2 separate regions of the Zea mays genome follow, and region 2 is linked to region 1. A link is a contact called in public Hi-C data. All regions are on one chromosome and are shown on one strand. The core of a region is the stretch at or near the end of the contact, and the rest is flanking DNA. Distances in the headings are between cores, read along the strand shown.

Region 1 (7,871 bases), core at 3,250-5,749:
AGTTTCCATTGTAGGGAACGAGGCCACTAGGCGAATCATTGCCCGAACAAAGCAGCTCAGCAACAGCCAGCTTCCAACACCTCGGCAAGACAAGGAGCACCACAACAAGCACCAGGAGGCCGTGGCCAGGCCTACAACTGTGGAAAGGTGAACCACTTGGAGGCTGAAGCAATCTAGGATGCACCAGATGTGGAAGTAGGTACGTTTCCAGTTGAATCCCATCCAGCAAAAGTACTATTTGATACTGGTGCCACGTATTCTTTTGTTTCTACATCATGGGTAGAAGCACATAACATCCCCATAGAACCAATGATCCCACCTTTAAGAGTTAATTCAGTTGGGGGAAAAGTTCAGTCCGATAAGATGTGCTCTAGTCTAAGGATTGAAATAAGGGGGATAGATTTTCCCGCTAACCTAGTAGTAATGGGTACTCAAGGGTTAGATGTCATCCTAGGGATGAATTGGTGGCACAGAAACCAAACCACTGTCAGCTGTGACAAGAGGATACAGTAAAGTTAGTGTCCCCATCTGGGAAAGAAGTAGTAAATGAACTGTTCATGCCTAACCTAGAAGAAGGAGCATGTCACCATATGTCCGTAGATGGTAAGGAGACCAACCTGCTTGAGGCTATCAGAGTTGTATCGGAGTTCCCTGATGTGTTTCTTGAGGATTTACTAGGCATGCCACCCGAGCGTAAAGTTGAATTTGCCATAGAGCTTGAACAACACTGCCCCTATTTCCAAGAGAGCCAATAGAGTGTCTGGATCCGAATTAGTGGAACTCAAGAAGCAGATCGACGAACTATTAGAGAAAGGTTACATCAAACCAAGTACTTCGCAATGGGCCGCTCCAGTTTTGTTCGTGGAGAATAAGGATGGTACCAAGAGAATGCACATCGACTACAAATCCTTGAATGAAGTCACCATCAAGAACAAGTATCCTCTGCCAAGAATAGAGGACCTGTTTGATTAGTTGAGAGGAGCCGGAGTGTTCTCAAAGATAGATCTGAGGCCAGGTTACCATCAGCTCAGAATCCGACCTTCGGATATACCGAAGTCAACATTTATCACCAAGTATGTGTTATATGAGTACACTGTCATGTCATTCGGATTGACGAATGAGCGAGCTTTCTTTATGTACTTGATGAACATGTGTTCATGGATTACCTCGATAAGTTCGTGGTGGTGTTCATCGACGATATTCTCATATATTCGCAGAATGAGGAAGAACACGAGGAACATTTGAAGATGGTATTGCAACGGTTATGGGAACATTAGTTGTATGCCAAGCTGAGTAACTGTGAGTTCTGGATCAGCGAAGTCTTGTGCTTGGGTCATATCATAAACCGAGATGGATTAGCTATGGATCCGAAGAAGGTAGCAGATATCTAGACTGGAAAGCACCAAGAGATGTCTGGGGAATCAAGAGTTTCATTGGAATAGCCGGTTACTATCGATGTTTTATTGAAGGTTTCTCCAAGATTTCCAGACTAATGACAGCCCTGCTAGCGAATAAAGTTGAGTTCAAGTGGACCCCAACGTGCCAAGAGTCCTTTGAGACGTTGAAAAAGAAGTTGACTACAACACCTGTGTTGATTCTGCCAGATGTTCATAAGCCATTCTCAATGTATTGTGATGCTTCGTACACTGGTCTGGGATGTGTGCTAATGCAAGAAGGGAGAGTAGTGGCGTACTCGTCCCGACAGCTGAAGATCCATGAGAGAAATTATCCAACACATAATCTAGAATTGGCAGTAGTGGTTCACGCGCTGAAAACCTGGAGGCATTATCTATATGGACAGAAGTGTGACATTTATACAGACCACAAGAGTCTTAAGTATATATTCACCTAGTCTGAATTGAACATGAGACAGTGAAGATGGCTGGAATTAATCAAAGATTATGAGCTGGAGATACATTATCATCCAGGTAAAGCTAATGTGGTTGCGGATGCTTTGAGCAGAAAGAGTCAAGTCAACATGATGGTCGCTCACCCGATGTCGTATGAGCTAGCAAAGGAATTCAATAGGCCGAGTCTTGGATTTCTGAACAACATCCAAGGAGTAACAATTGAGTTGGAGCCCACTCTAGAGCGAGAGATCAAAGATGGACAGAAAGATGATGAGAAGATCAATGAAATTCGATAGCTAATCTTAGATGGGAAAGGTAAGGATTTTCGGGAAGACGCGGAAGGCGTGGTTGTCACAACCCGACCAAGTTATCGAGCCCATGTACACCAATCCTTGCCTTCAAGACCTCGAATGGATATGTAAGTGAATCAGATAACTTACTCGGGGTGCCGAGTTTCGATGGACTCTTTCATTTCCAGGATCATTCACCCGTAGTTGTGAATATTATAATAATCAGACATGAACATAAACTTTAAACACATGAGTTGGGTGGAAGACTTTATAATAAGATAATATACATTAGCAAACATTTAAGGTTACAAACCAAATAGCGTTCATTATTACATGCCCGAGGTATAATCAAAGTGCTAACTTATTACATCACTTGGGAAGAGGTTATCTTCCCACAAGTACACATACAACAAAGATAAGTAAAAGGCCTCCAGAGTGAGCTTAACAGAACTCAAAGGTGTTAATAGTCTCTCGTGCAACAACATAGGGAATAAAACCCCGAGTACGCAATTACTCAGCAAGACTGACCCGACTAAAGAAAAGACTCTCAAGGATATGCTAGTTGATTTGGGAGTCAAGGTATAGGTCATCAATGTTCAATGACTCAATTTTTGCATAAGAACATACTATTACTTGATCCTTAGGCCAACTTTTATTTTCCAAGTTAGGTGATTACCTTTCTCTAGATTGACCTGGTCTAGTTCAATCACTTGTCCTAGTCTAGCTTTTTTTACATAATTTAAACTTGTTTCATTTCTTATCTACGATGAGGGTCGAAGATCCAGTCTTCATATTCGAGAAGTAAGGCGATCCGAATCGATTTATACCCAGCTAGGGATCTCCAACCACAAGACATATGTAGTACTTAACCCTTGCATATGTCAACTCGCACCTGGGTTTCTCAAGACCAGAACGGGTCCCTGCCAACCGAGAGCTTAGTACCCCACCATCCAACCTCTTGCCAGGTGGATACACGATACTCTCGCCATCTCTCCACTCCCATTGCGGGCCAGCCTTTCTGGTATTGGTCTAGCCGAGGCTAAGCTTACCCATGACATGGCATGTGGCTAGTTAAAGGGTCCTAGATCAGCAGGCTAACAATCGTTGCGGTCCTTAAACGACATAGAAGGGCGACCTATCCCGCTCAACGTCTGGTCTCAGTTTAAATTATTTCTGAAAACATGTACCTATCAGCGGTACCCGGCTGGAATGAAGTCATAAAGGCCTTTGATACCTTCATCGCTCCAAGACCTTTTTATTTTTGTAATAAACATGATTCATACATCAAAACATTTTTATTCCTAATCTATAAGCATACTAAGCATATCTATTTTTTTAAACCGGTGTCAAGGATGATATTCAATAGTTCAAGGAAGTTATGCAGCAAAAGTTTTAATCATTCAACTCCTATCACCTAACACATCATATAAGTGATAAAGATTTTAAAATCACAAGGAATTTGGTAAATGCACCGGGGCTTGCCTTGATGAGGAGGAGAGTGAGGCTCTTCTACCATAATGTTGCAATTGGCAGCAAAACTCACTGGAGCACTTTCGGAGCAACCTTCAGGAACAACTTGAGTTGGAGAAGCTTCGAGTTGAGGAACTATTTCCTCCTCCACTTCTACTTCAATTTCTTCTTCTAGGTGTTCTACAAGTCAATTAGAATTATATGAATGCTCATGTAATGATATGTCATGCAAACTCTCACTAGGGAGAGGTGGAAAGTCTAAGTACTGTTAACTAACCATAAGATAATTATACTCATAATTCTAGGCTATAAAGTGTTTGCCCAAGGGATCAAACTAAGCTTGCTCTATAAAAATAGAGAATTATATAAGTTGAAGTTGGTTAACTTGCTGGTTATCATTTTGCATTACTCAAGTTTGATCTAATCCTAGATTAATATTAAAGTTTACGGTTTTAAATACTTAAGCTTAGCTAGTTTCTGGTTCTCTGGGTAAATCGATTCTAATTGGTTTAGGATTTTTACCACAGGTTATTCTAAGGATAGATGATGTTTCCACAAATTTTTTATGATTTATAGATCCATAGATTTATTTCCAAAATTTATTTAAACCACCGGAGGGTACTTTTAAATGACTAAAAATTAACTTGTTGATGCAAAAATTCTAAGAATAAATTTTTATAGAACTATACAATTCTGTGGACTCTACAAAATTGTTTTCAAAATTTTATCATTTTTCTATATTTTTTTGGTGCATTCTACAAATTGCGAGTTAAAAGAAAAAGAAAAAGTTCTCAATAGTTTCTAGGCCAAAAGACATAGGCTCGGCCCACGAGCACAGGAAAACCAGCCCCGCACCGGCCGCCCACGCCCGTGCTGTGTGCTTTGCATAGAGACCCCTGCTGATTTGGTTAACTGGTTAAGAGGTCAAGGCACTATTTCCCCTTCTCACTGATAGTTGCATAAAGGCCCTTCGATTTTCTTTCATTTACAAACTCTGGTCCCTAACTTAATCCCGACAAACATCGGCCATCCGCTGTCTAGACCCATCGGCAGCGACCATCTCCGGTGATGTCGAGCTTACCAGCGTGATCCCCGAAGCTTACTTACTATTTCCCCTATGCTAATCGATCTCAAACAACCTATAGCCTTTCTAGCCACGGCGATGACAGACAACCGAGCTCCAGTGAGGTGGACCGAGGCGTCAAGCCTGGTAGAGTTCAATCCGAGGTCACAACGAGTACCAGCGACCCTTCAAGCATACCAGTGCTCACACGGGTTAGCCTGGGAAAGACATGGTTCGGTCCAACAACGTGAGAATGGTCTGTGGCGGCAATCACTACTGACACGGCAGCGTTCCAGTCAACCAGTGGCGGTAGTGTTTAAATCAAAAGGCGTGTGAGCATCACCATGATATAAAGACCAAGAAACATGAGCCAACCAAACATGACGAACCTTAGAAAGTGTTGGCCACGACGATGCACCACTCAGCGACGCTGGTGACCACCGACGGGAAGAACCTGGTGTTCTTGGCTACCAACGGTCAAACGAAGAAAATAAAGTGTGGCCTGGGTGCGTAACGGAGAGGCGGGACTGAGGGCAAGCTCAATTTAAAGGGCGCTACCGTGATGGTGGCCAATTTGGCCGAGAGAGAACTGCGGTGGCGATAGCCCATTGAGCTCCACGTTTGCTCTCGCGGTGTCCTATGACCGATAACATGGCGAATTCACCGCGAGCAAGTTTACATCAGCTAAAACAATTTACGCACCCAACTAGCTGCGTGGATGGTCGGAGTATTCGGCGATTGCCACGTCAGTGGTAAATGGAGTATGGTGAAGGCACGTGGTGTCGATGTCTAGAACGGTGACTCGGTCATTGAGTCCGAACTTGGGTGCCGTTTGGTTCACATATTTGTAACGTAATGGGTAACGGATAACGTTAAATCATGTTTGTTTTAGTCCAACCGTAATCAGATACCACACTAAAATTTGATACCAGCCTATTCAAATTTGTTACCGCCAGTAATCGAGCCGAAACCATTACCATTACCATTTGCGTTACATTTTTTGAACCAAACAGCACCTTGAGACCTTTTACCACTTTGTCGATCCACCTCTCAACAGCACCGATCGTGACGCGAACTCGAATCATGGCGGAGGGACGTCGGTGGCGGGTGCATTGAACTCAATCTTGTTCAGTTATTGCTTCAATCAGAATCCCCTCTTTCTTCGGTTGGTCTGACCGATAAACTTTAAACACATATTACTTCCTATTCTGCACAGCACTATGTCCAACCCTCTATTAGAGATTTTTTCCCCAATATAAGAGCTTCATCTTTGTTATAATGATCTAAGTCATTTGCTCAATGGAGCAAGCACGGAGTGGATCCAAAGTTGGGTGATCAGCACTGCCATGTAACTTCAGAGTAAATCACAGTCTGACAGGCTATCTTCGAGCACCTTTTTGTGAAATTTTTATGTGGTGCCAAGTCCATCACCCTTAAACAAACTTGTACCCTAGTAAATACTCTACCACTTTGGTATAATGATCACTAACCCAAACCCTATGGATTGAGTAGTAAAGAACTCTAAATTTTGACCCAACACACAAATTCAGAGTCTGAATTTCTACTAAGTATGAAAATTCAGATTAGAGTATAGGATCTTTGGACCAAATTTTCTGCCAATTCTATAAAGCTTTAGGGGAATGTTATTTAATCAACGTTATACACCAACATATGGTCTGACACTTGGCTACAATACCCCAAGTCCAGAACTGCATGGATTGGACACTAACAGGCTTCTAAAGTGGCTTCAGAACACAGAATCTTCAGTTTCAGAATTTACACTAAGTCTGAAATTCTAGGGTTTACATCCCACTTTGGAGCAAGGTTTATAAGCAGTTCCATATGGTTCTAGGGCTGAGCAACTTAATCCAATTTGTGCACCTAGTGTAGCTCTACATCTTTGCTACAGTGATCAACTTCAATCTATTTATAGATCCAAGGTTACAAAGGTCTAAACACAGCTAACTGATAACATTTCAGAATTTTCAACCCTAGGTCAAAAACCAAATTTTGAATTTTTCTCCACTTTTTCCTATAAAATATGGAAATCTCTACACATGAAAGTTGTTTGGTATAGGAAACTCTATAAGTTTTATATTTTGACTTTTAGCAAAATATGACAGATTACAAATTCCACTTTTGGGATCAAACTAAAGCTCTATACTTACTACTAGTCACATGTAACACTTCAAAATCCCATTCTGGATAAATTAGGCAAACTCATTTCATGATTTAAATAAATGTGTTTTCAAATAATAGATTACCTAAAATATTTTTATGTGAACTATCCTTTGTGTTAAAGATTTATTCTCCAAAAAAAGAATTAAGTTAAACTATCTCTTAATATAGATTTTACATAAGAAGTTATATCCTTTTTAAATAAATATGTGAAGATTATAAATTTATTTTATTTTACTTCTAAAATGTGGCTATGTGTTTGAATTATTTTCTTTAATAATTATTATTATAAAACATCTTACATTAATTATTTCTACTAATTTTCATTTGATTAAATGAATCGATGTATGTTTGGTTGGTTTGTTTGTACACAACGTTCTTTAGGTAAAGTTGATATAAATTAGGATTTCGTAATAAGATATTTAAGAAAATACTCCTTTCAGCTCGCGTGTAACACCCAAAAAATTAATTTAAAAATTTAAATAAAAATATATTCTAATATTTATTTAAATTGAAGGACTAATATGATTAGTACAAATTAACAACAATATTATTGGAATAAAAGAGATAAGTTAGGATTCCTACCACATAGGATATGATTGTAACAGATAAGTATCAGATTAGATCTGTCGTGTAACAGATTTGGTTTTGATTTTGTTAGAGTTCCTAATAGATAGGATATGATAGTAACAGATACGTACCATATAGATCTATCATGTAACCACCCATCTCCCAGCCTATATAAATACATGCTACCATAACATCTCAAGTCATCAATCAAAAACTCATCTCATCCATAGCCTTGCAGCAGCCACCGCTCGCCGGTGGGCTTACCACCGCGGGTAGGATGTCGCAGCCCCGTTCCGGCATGAACAGGATCGTGCGGGGGAGAAACGGCTCTGGCCGTTGATCCGGTGATGAACACTCACGATTGAATCTCAAATACCCCATCATGATCGAAAATCGTAGTCGTTGATCTCGTATCTGTTGGCCGAGATCAGATCGCGGGATCCTTTAATC
Region 2 (7,871 bases), core at 3,758-6,257, 96 kb before region 1:
TCTTCATACTGTAGTAAGGGGTACCTCTCATTCGGGGTACCGACAACTTCCAATTCACTCAGCTCTTCCTCTGAACTTTGTTAACATTCCTTTTGTTTTGTGGCTTTGCATCCCACTTCTACTTCTTGATGTGTTAGACTCTTAGCATGTATAAAGTGTCTTCAATATGACTTTGTAATGTCTTCTATGGGTCTTATAATGTGTTCTTTGAGGTGTTGCATCCTTAAAGGCTCAGTCCAATCCACTTCGCATCCTGTGAACTACAACGAACAAACACTTAGAAAATTAGTCCACAAGGTTATGTTGATCATCAAACACAAAAATCACTTAGTCAAATAGCACGGGTCCATTTTCCTTACATATAGACTCCGTAAACTAACAGACAGAATGGTAAGTGAAGCAGTCTATTTAAAAATAAAGTGAAAGTGAAGCGATCGAGAGCTACTAAATTCGAACAGTCATTTACACATTATATTGAAAACTATTTTCTTGTCAAATTTATTTTTACAAAACGATCAGGCTAGTCTAGTAGAGTTACTCTCGTAAAAGCAATAAGCAGTCACGGAATGAATCTACCAGGAGCGGTCACGGGATCATCTCACAGAAGTCACGGAGCCAATCTCGCTAACAGATTTCATATTCTGTGCGCGAGTGACGAAGCACGATCCAAAAATAAGGTATGACAATAATAAAGACATATCTTCAGTAAAATAAAATTTTAGTATAAAAACATTATTAATAAGTACCTATGATAGAACTACATGTGCAATCTAATGTGTCATGACAAACTCTACTTCCACGAGTACTAGCACGGCTAAAATAGCTCTTCAAATCTGCACATTAAAATTAATTTGTCTTACTCCTATGATATACGAATAACTAAAATGTATAAAAATATTGTTACACATAACACAACTATCTCTTCCTGGAGTCTTTCTTTTTGCCGATCTCGCCGAGCTTGAATCCATTGCAATTTGCTACTGCGGGGTAGCCAGCTTGCAAGCAGCCGAAATTACAAGTAGCAGTCTTGCAAGCAGCAACGCGGCCAACGCCGACGCAACTACGCAAGCAACTAAGCCAACTAGCCAAGCAAGTAGGCAAGCAACCAAGGCACTGAAGCAGGCTAGCAACACTAAAGCAGGCTAGCAAGCAACAAATTGAGCAAAGCAAGTAGCCTGCAGCCAAGCAGTGGAGCATGGCCAACACCCAACGGTCAACGGGCCAAGCAGGAAGGCGGGAAGCAGCAGGACAGACGGAGGCGGTGACTGCCTGAAGGCTGTAAGGGCGTAACTGCGTAAGGCCAAGAAGTGGAGTGAGGCGGTGACTGCCTGCCTGGGTACGCGTGGCCGTGCTCACACTCTTGCACAGCCGCCGGCCGACTAGACGGAGGCAGCCGCGGACGGACGAGCAGGCGGCCGGGCGAGGAGCGGGCAAGCGGCCGCCGTCTTGTACGCAGTGCCCCTGCGGCGGCTGTGCTATGCCTGTTGTGCGGCCACGGAGGTATGGCGCGGGCTAGAATGAATACCTAGGTTTTGCTCTCTTACTGGGCCGAATTGAAATATGGCGCGGGCCATACTTGGCCATAACGGGCCCTCCGCCCTGTGCGCGTAGTCAGCAACTCAGCATGCGTAGTTGTAGTATGTCACCTTGTTTTGCTAACTATTAACGTTCAGAACTACTAGAATTTGTGGAAAGCTTAACCCAATTAAATTCTTATTGCAGGTTTGTATGCCCCTGTTTCGCACCAGGAAGCTCATTGCGAGAGCCGAGAGGAACAGTGGTGACCCTTTCGAGAAGCTCCATTTAGGAAATTGTGAGTGGAAATGATATGTTGATGCGTTCAAAAAGACTCCGCAACTTCGCTTCTGGTCTACTGCAGATTGGGCACCTCAAGGATGAGCGTGCTGCTATTTTTGCTGGTACTGTCAGCCCATCCCATCTGCAGATACCGGCAAATATAGATGTTGTCGAGCATCTAAACATCTGAAATTCAGATCCCGTAAATTCCTCCTCGAGTTTCTTCGCAATACAAGATTTGCAAAAGCATATAGGTAGCATATTCAAGAAACACAGTGACGTCAGCCTTCTTGATGAATGGACAGTGGTAATGGTAGGGACTATGGATATGCAGATTTACGTCATTTGTATTGTCACGTGAAAACCGGTTTCATTCAATGGTATCACATTTAATCCATATGTATTGGGTGGTATTGAGTACGTTTAAATCCATAGCAAGTCAAAATCTATCTCAATACATTTCAATCCACATTGAATTAAAACTAATATGTTGTTTTACATTTTTTTTGCATCAAATTAATTGTCCCAGTACATTTTACCTATGCTATTTACATTTAGTTAATATTTAACTCAACAAATCATTTGCTATGTCTGTAACCTTTTATCCCTCTCTTTGCTAGGCGTGCTTCAGTTCAGACAAAATATCGTCGTTGTCACAGTCTACGCCTCTTGGCTAAAAAACATCTGAAACAACACTCAGCTATGCTCAAGTATAGATGGTGATGAAAATCCAGGCATCCAGCAAAGTGGGAAAGAAATATTTATATATCACGTTCTTATTTGGCTACAATTCCGTGTTCTTTATTCAGCAAGGATAAAATTAAATCCACTTAGCCCAAGAGCATCCGTCCGACTCCGACCTTAACCCAAAAATAAATAACCTCTGCTCGACACCACCAAAACCAAAACATGACTGGAAGTCACCTTCCATCAGCTACAGATTGTTACATTAATACATGGTAACAAGAATAAACTAGACAAGGGAATAGAGTTCCAATCCTCTCAGAATAGCATAATAAACGGTGCGGTAATCACAGAATGGTGGTGCACTTAATCCGCCCGGGATTGACCAGCGCGAGACGAAAGGATAATTCCAACAATTAGACCATAGAGAGCAAGCGCTTCTGCGAAAATGAGGATGAGGATCATGCCAACGAAAAGCTTTGGCTGTTGCGCATTTGCCCTGAAATCGGTGGCCCAAAAATTAGTCAAACTAAAATTTCAATTCCCATGCCTCCTCTGTAAAAGAAGAAACGCCAGGAGAAAGTTGCATGTGAGCTACTGATTGGAACTTATCAACCAAGTAGTAGTGACAGAAAGTGCTTGATTTCTAACCTAACAGAGAACCTAAATGTGTAATAATTGCATTTCCAGACTTGTGTATGAAATATTAAAAAGTGGATTATCAACACCATCTGTAGCCACTGAAAAAAAGAGAGCTTATGTTGATCATTAACAGCCTTTAAGCATATAAATAGCCATATATCAATTTATATACTCATCCAAGAGCATGTTTGTGTTCATGGAACAGTAGAACTTTGGTTGGTCATACTTCAGTGAAAATGAAATACAATATGACAGTCAAAACTAAAAGTTAAGTCAGTGCTCCCACCATACAACTATTGTTTACACACATGGGGTGCTTAAAGATAGAGAGGAAAGAAAACCTACCTACATGTTCTTCTAATGAACACTATGTTCCCAGTTAAATGAAAATGTTCCAGAAAGTGCAGTATCAAAAAAAAAAAGGAGCATGACATATTGACATAGAGTAAAATATTGCTATCATTGAAATGACAAGAAATAGTTCCAAGTCAGAAAGAATATTTATAAATTGTATTCAATAGGGGGGGCATAATTTTAGACAATTCGTTTTTCAAATATTTGATGACCCAAGACGAAAATTTATGTGCAAGACCAACAGGACAAGAATTAGACTAATAATGAGAATTTGAATGTCAATAACTTTGATTAGTACATGGACTTAGATTCTTAGAGCATGTACAACCCCATTAATTAGGTGGTCACTTGAAGAGTCTCTAGAGAGTTAATTGAAAAAAAAATACAAGAGACGGACTTATATATTGTCTCTTGACTGCATTTACAATCCAGGGGCTCAAGTTTGTATCATGCAGTTTTTAGTTATCTCTTGTACTTAGAAAACAGTTCCATGGTCTCAAGGTTGTACATGCCCTTATAACTTATGGTGATAAGGTGGGCACTCAATATAGCACATTAAGGAGTCACATTGTTAATGCTAGGAGTATTAACCTTGTAGCAGTCAATAACACAATATTAACATTCTGGGCATGGCATGGCATAGCAGACAGTAATAAAAGGACATAGTAAATCTATGATGCTCACTACAGAGAGAGCCTTTTACCTGACTCCAGCATCACCGACAATGCCGATGGCCATGCCAGCTGCAAGCCCAGCGAGACCACAGGCAAGCCCGGACGAAAGGTGGGCGTAGCCATCAAAGAGGTAGTAGGGCTTGGCCTTGGGGTTGATCCCCGTGCTGATGATGACGGCGATGATGAGCCCGTAGATACCGAGCACACCAGCCATGACCACGGGCACGATGGACTTCATGACGAGCTCCGGCCGCATCACACCCATCGACGCCACGCCGACGCCGCTCTTCGCGGTCCCGTACGCGGCGCCCATGCCTGCGCCGGATCAAGCAAAATAACAGCCTAGTCAGCAACTGCCCGACCGAAAAAGCCCACCGCTTTCTGGAATCCGACAGACTGACACCCGATCGGACCAAATCGGGCAGATCCAGCATCAGCACGCCCGGAATCGAGCTGACCGGAGGCTGGAGCTCGGCCAGATCGAGGGCTAGCCATGGAGCCCCAACGATAGATCGAGCAATGGACGGTGAAAAATCCAAACTTTATCCGGAAAAAACTAGAGCTTTGAGTACGGAATCGCATGAGCGAGCAAGTGGAAAAGGAGGATGGTCGAAGGGGAACGAACATGAGAAGACGAGGGCGGCGGCGGCGCCGAGGAAGCCGAAGAAGGGGGCCGTCTCATCGCCGCTGAACACCGACGACATCTTCGCCTCCGGCTTCCTGTTCCTGTCCCTGCCTCTCGGTGGTGGGTTGCCTGCCTCGCTCGGTCTCCGGGCGGCCGCGTCGCTGGGGCGAAGAGGAAGGAAAAGGGGAGGTGGGTGGGCAGGCAGGCGTATGCGATCTCTCTCGAGCCGAGTTTGGTTCTGATCTGAAAATCTCCAGACGCGAGACCGACTATTTTACAGTTTTGTCCCTGAGCTCCCGTGCTAGAGGACGGCGATCGTGGCTGTCCACACCGGTCACGCCACGATCTGATTTCTAATCCATAGTGTCCATCGGCCTTCCATCATCAGAATCGACGGCTAATGATTTTTGCATTACTCGTGACGGCTAACCTCTATTTTCAAAATTAGTACAAAATTTTGGCTATTTATCAATGCACTTGTCACTCGACTTTAAGAGCCAAGTTTGATAATTTGTTTTTCTATAAACGAATTTTAGATAATTCAATTACTCTCTCTGTTCCAAATTACAAGGCAAGTTAGTTTTTACATACATTTTTTTATTTATATATATACCTAATATATGTCTAAATAAAAAAATAAAATATATATATATATATATATACAAATCTAAAGTGATTTATGTTTTGAAATGAAGGGAATATATAACACTAACAAGTAGAATCTATTTGGTTTAGCATTTTTTCCTTTTTCCCCGGTTACTATCAAATCCCATAACTTTATGTTTTTGTTAGTGTCCTGATCCTTAAACTTTTCACAAAAATTTAGAAACTCATAACCATAACCAACACATGCCTTGGGTCCTGACATGGACTTATGTTAATCGCCTCTATCCATTTGGATCACAAGTCTATGTTCAGGCTAGCACAAGACCTTTATCTTTGGTCTTCTTCATGCAATAGATAACATTGTCAACTTACAGCAAAACCCTAACCTCAACTCTCGACCGATAAGGACTCCAAGCTAGCTTACAACCTTCACAACACTGTCACGTCCAAACTAAATCAACTCAGTCTTTGACCTAAGTCAAATCACAAAGTTGTTGCTCGAAAAGTGATCTATGGGCCAAAGTGGTTCCTACAACGATTATGAGTTGTATTAGAACCCTAGTTTAATCTCTTTATCTCAATTCTAGAATTCTCAAATTTCAAGTTCCACCACACTATCTGCGAGAATACTAATACATCGGAATTTGTTTAGATGAATTGTCCTCTTATCCCCACCCTAGTCTCCACCTATCAACACAAATGTAATTATTTAGCTCCATACTCCATCTCTCCACTTCATCTCATCACTTGCATCTCCCTTCCTCTCTCTTGAAAGTGAAGAAAACAAGAACTAGAGAGGAAAAGCAAGAGACGAAAAATAAAAAGAACATAAGGAGAGATCCAAGCCAAGATCAAGGACCACCATCTCAAGAATAAGATGCAGATCATCACCCCCATCTACATCTTTTGAGTGAGCTCAAGAACATCTTCTTTCTTTGTCACATGCAAATCCTAACCCTAACTCTTTATTTCATCATGCATGTGGTGAAAATGAAGGTGCTAGCAACCTGATCCGTCTCAACTGCAAGCCCTACACTTCAATCGCTCATCCATCTCATGGATTTCTCAAATTTCTCTCTAAATGGAAACATGTGTTCCATGCAAGGAAATCCCATATTCATTTCAATCCATCTCTTTCACTTGAAAGTGAGACGAAGCAAGGCAAAAACTTGGGCTTCATGAGCCAGGGTCACCAATCCACCAAAGTTACCAAAGTTTAATTTCATGGAATTTCTCTATTTATTCATGTTTTGCTCGAATTCTCGTCACTAGCTTAAAACACTATATGCAATAATAAAATCTAGGAAACACAACCCCAACACCTCACCCAAATAATTCTAGATGATCACGAACACCCCTAGAAAATATCACCCATAAACCCTAGAACAAACATCAAGAAAAAATGTTTTATATTTTGATATAAAGGGAATATATAACACTAACAAGTAGGAGCTATTCAGTTTAGCATTTTTCCTTTTTCCATTGCTATCAAATTAACTTAATGTTTCATTAGTGTTATGATCCTTAAACTTTTCAAACAACTTTAGAAATTGGAACCATAACGCCTGCCTTGGGCCATGACCTAGACTCCTAGTTGCCTCGAGCCATTTGGATCACAAGTCTATGTTCAACATGGCACATGACCTTTATCTTTGATCTTCTTCATGCAATAGGCAACATTATCAACCTGTCAAAAAAGTATAACCTCAATACTCGACCAACAAGAACCCCAGCTAGCGGACAATCTTCATAACATTGTCATAGTCAAAATAAGTCAACTATAGTCAACCCAATCTTTGACCAAAGTTAAATCTCAAAGTTATTGTTCGAAAAATGATCTATGAACCTCAAGTGGTTCTTGCAACCATTATGAGTTGTATTATAACCCAATTAGTATCTTTATCTCAATTCTAGAATTCTCAAATTTCATGTTCTATTAGACTATCCGCTAGAATACTAATGCGACAGAATTTGTTTAGATGAGTTGTCATCCTCTCCCCACCTATTAGCATGAATGTAATTATTTATTCACATGCCTAGTTGGTCCACTATAATGTCTTCATATGCATTGCTTTACTGTCACTTGTTGAGTATGTTAAGTGCTCACATTTGATATTTTTCTACAGCAACTATGTTGCATCCAATACAACCACTGCTCAGGAGGAGGATATGAAGATCAATAGTACACCATGGAGTTCTATGAATGTGATGATTATTAGGCGAGCAGACCACTAGTTAGTTTGTCTATGGAGAATTGATTTAATTAGTTGTAAAGCGGGTAGCATGGAGAACTCAACTTTGATGTAGGTGACAACGACAAGCAAACAAGAACATTGTGGCACTTAGCTAAGTGGATCGATCCTGTAGGTTATCCTTCGGTGAGGTCTAGTGCACAATAGATGGCAAGGGAAAAATGAGGGAGATACCCATGACTTTTTACCTCGACCTAAATCTCAGCATTGGGTTCCCATCGATGGCGAAACAACGAG

The links. Hi-C and Micro-C count contacts between places; a contact is called where the count stands out from the background.
Region 2: a contact with region 1 is called in a Hi-C map of leaf, with 4 times the contacts expected there. The contact joins the promoter of LOC100282817 here to the enhancer-like site in region 1. A contact is called at or near these places in 6 of 25 Hi-C or Micro-C datasets (endosperm, leaf and tassel).

The regions. Positions count from the first base shown.
Region 1 is chr2:140,444,584-140,452,454 of Zm-B73-REFERENCE-NAM-5.0, reverse strand. No RefSeq gene overlaps it. Among protein-coding and RNA genes, the nearest start is that of LOC100502476, 43 kb to the left of the region's middle. Within about 2 kb of position 4,499, at least 16 of the 20 cell types and tissues checked have an H3K27ac peak or open chromatin away from gene starts, as enhancers often do. A contact at or near this core is called in endosperm, leaf and tassel, where this site is marked.
Region 2 is chr2:140,541,359-140,549,229 of Zm-B73-REFERENCE-NAM-5.0, reverse strand. LOC100282817 (vacuolar ATP synthase 16 kDa proteolipid subunit) reads right to left here and starts at 5,007. Exons shown (of 3, transcript NM_001369229.1): 1 at 4,777-5,007; 2 at 4,181-4,466; 3 at 2,537-2,980. The coding sequence starts at 4,855. The coding sequence ends at 2,848.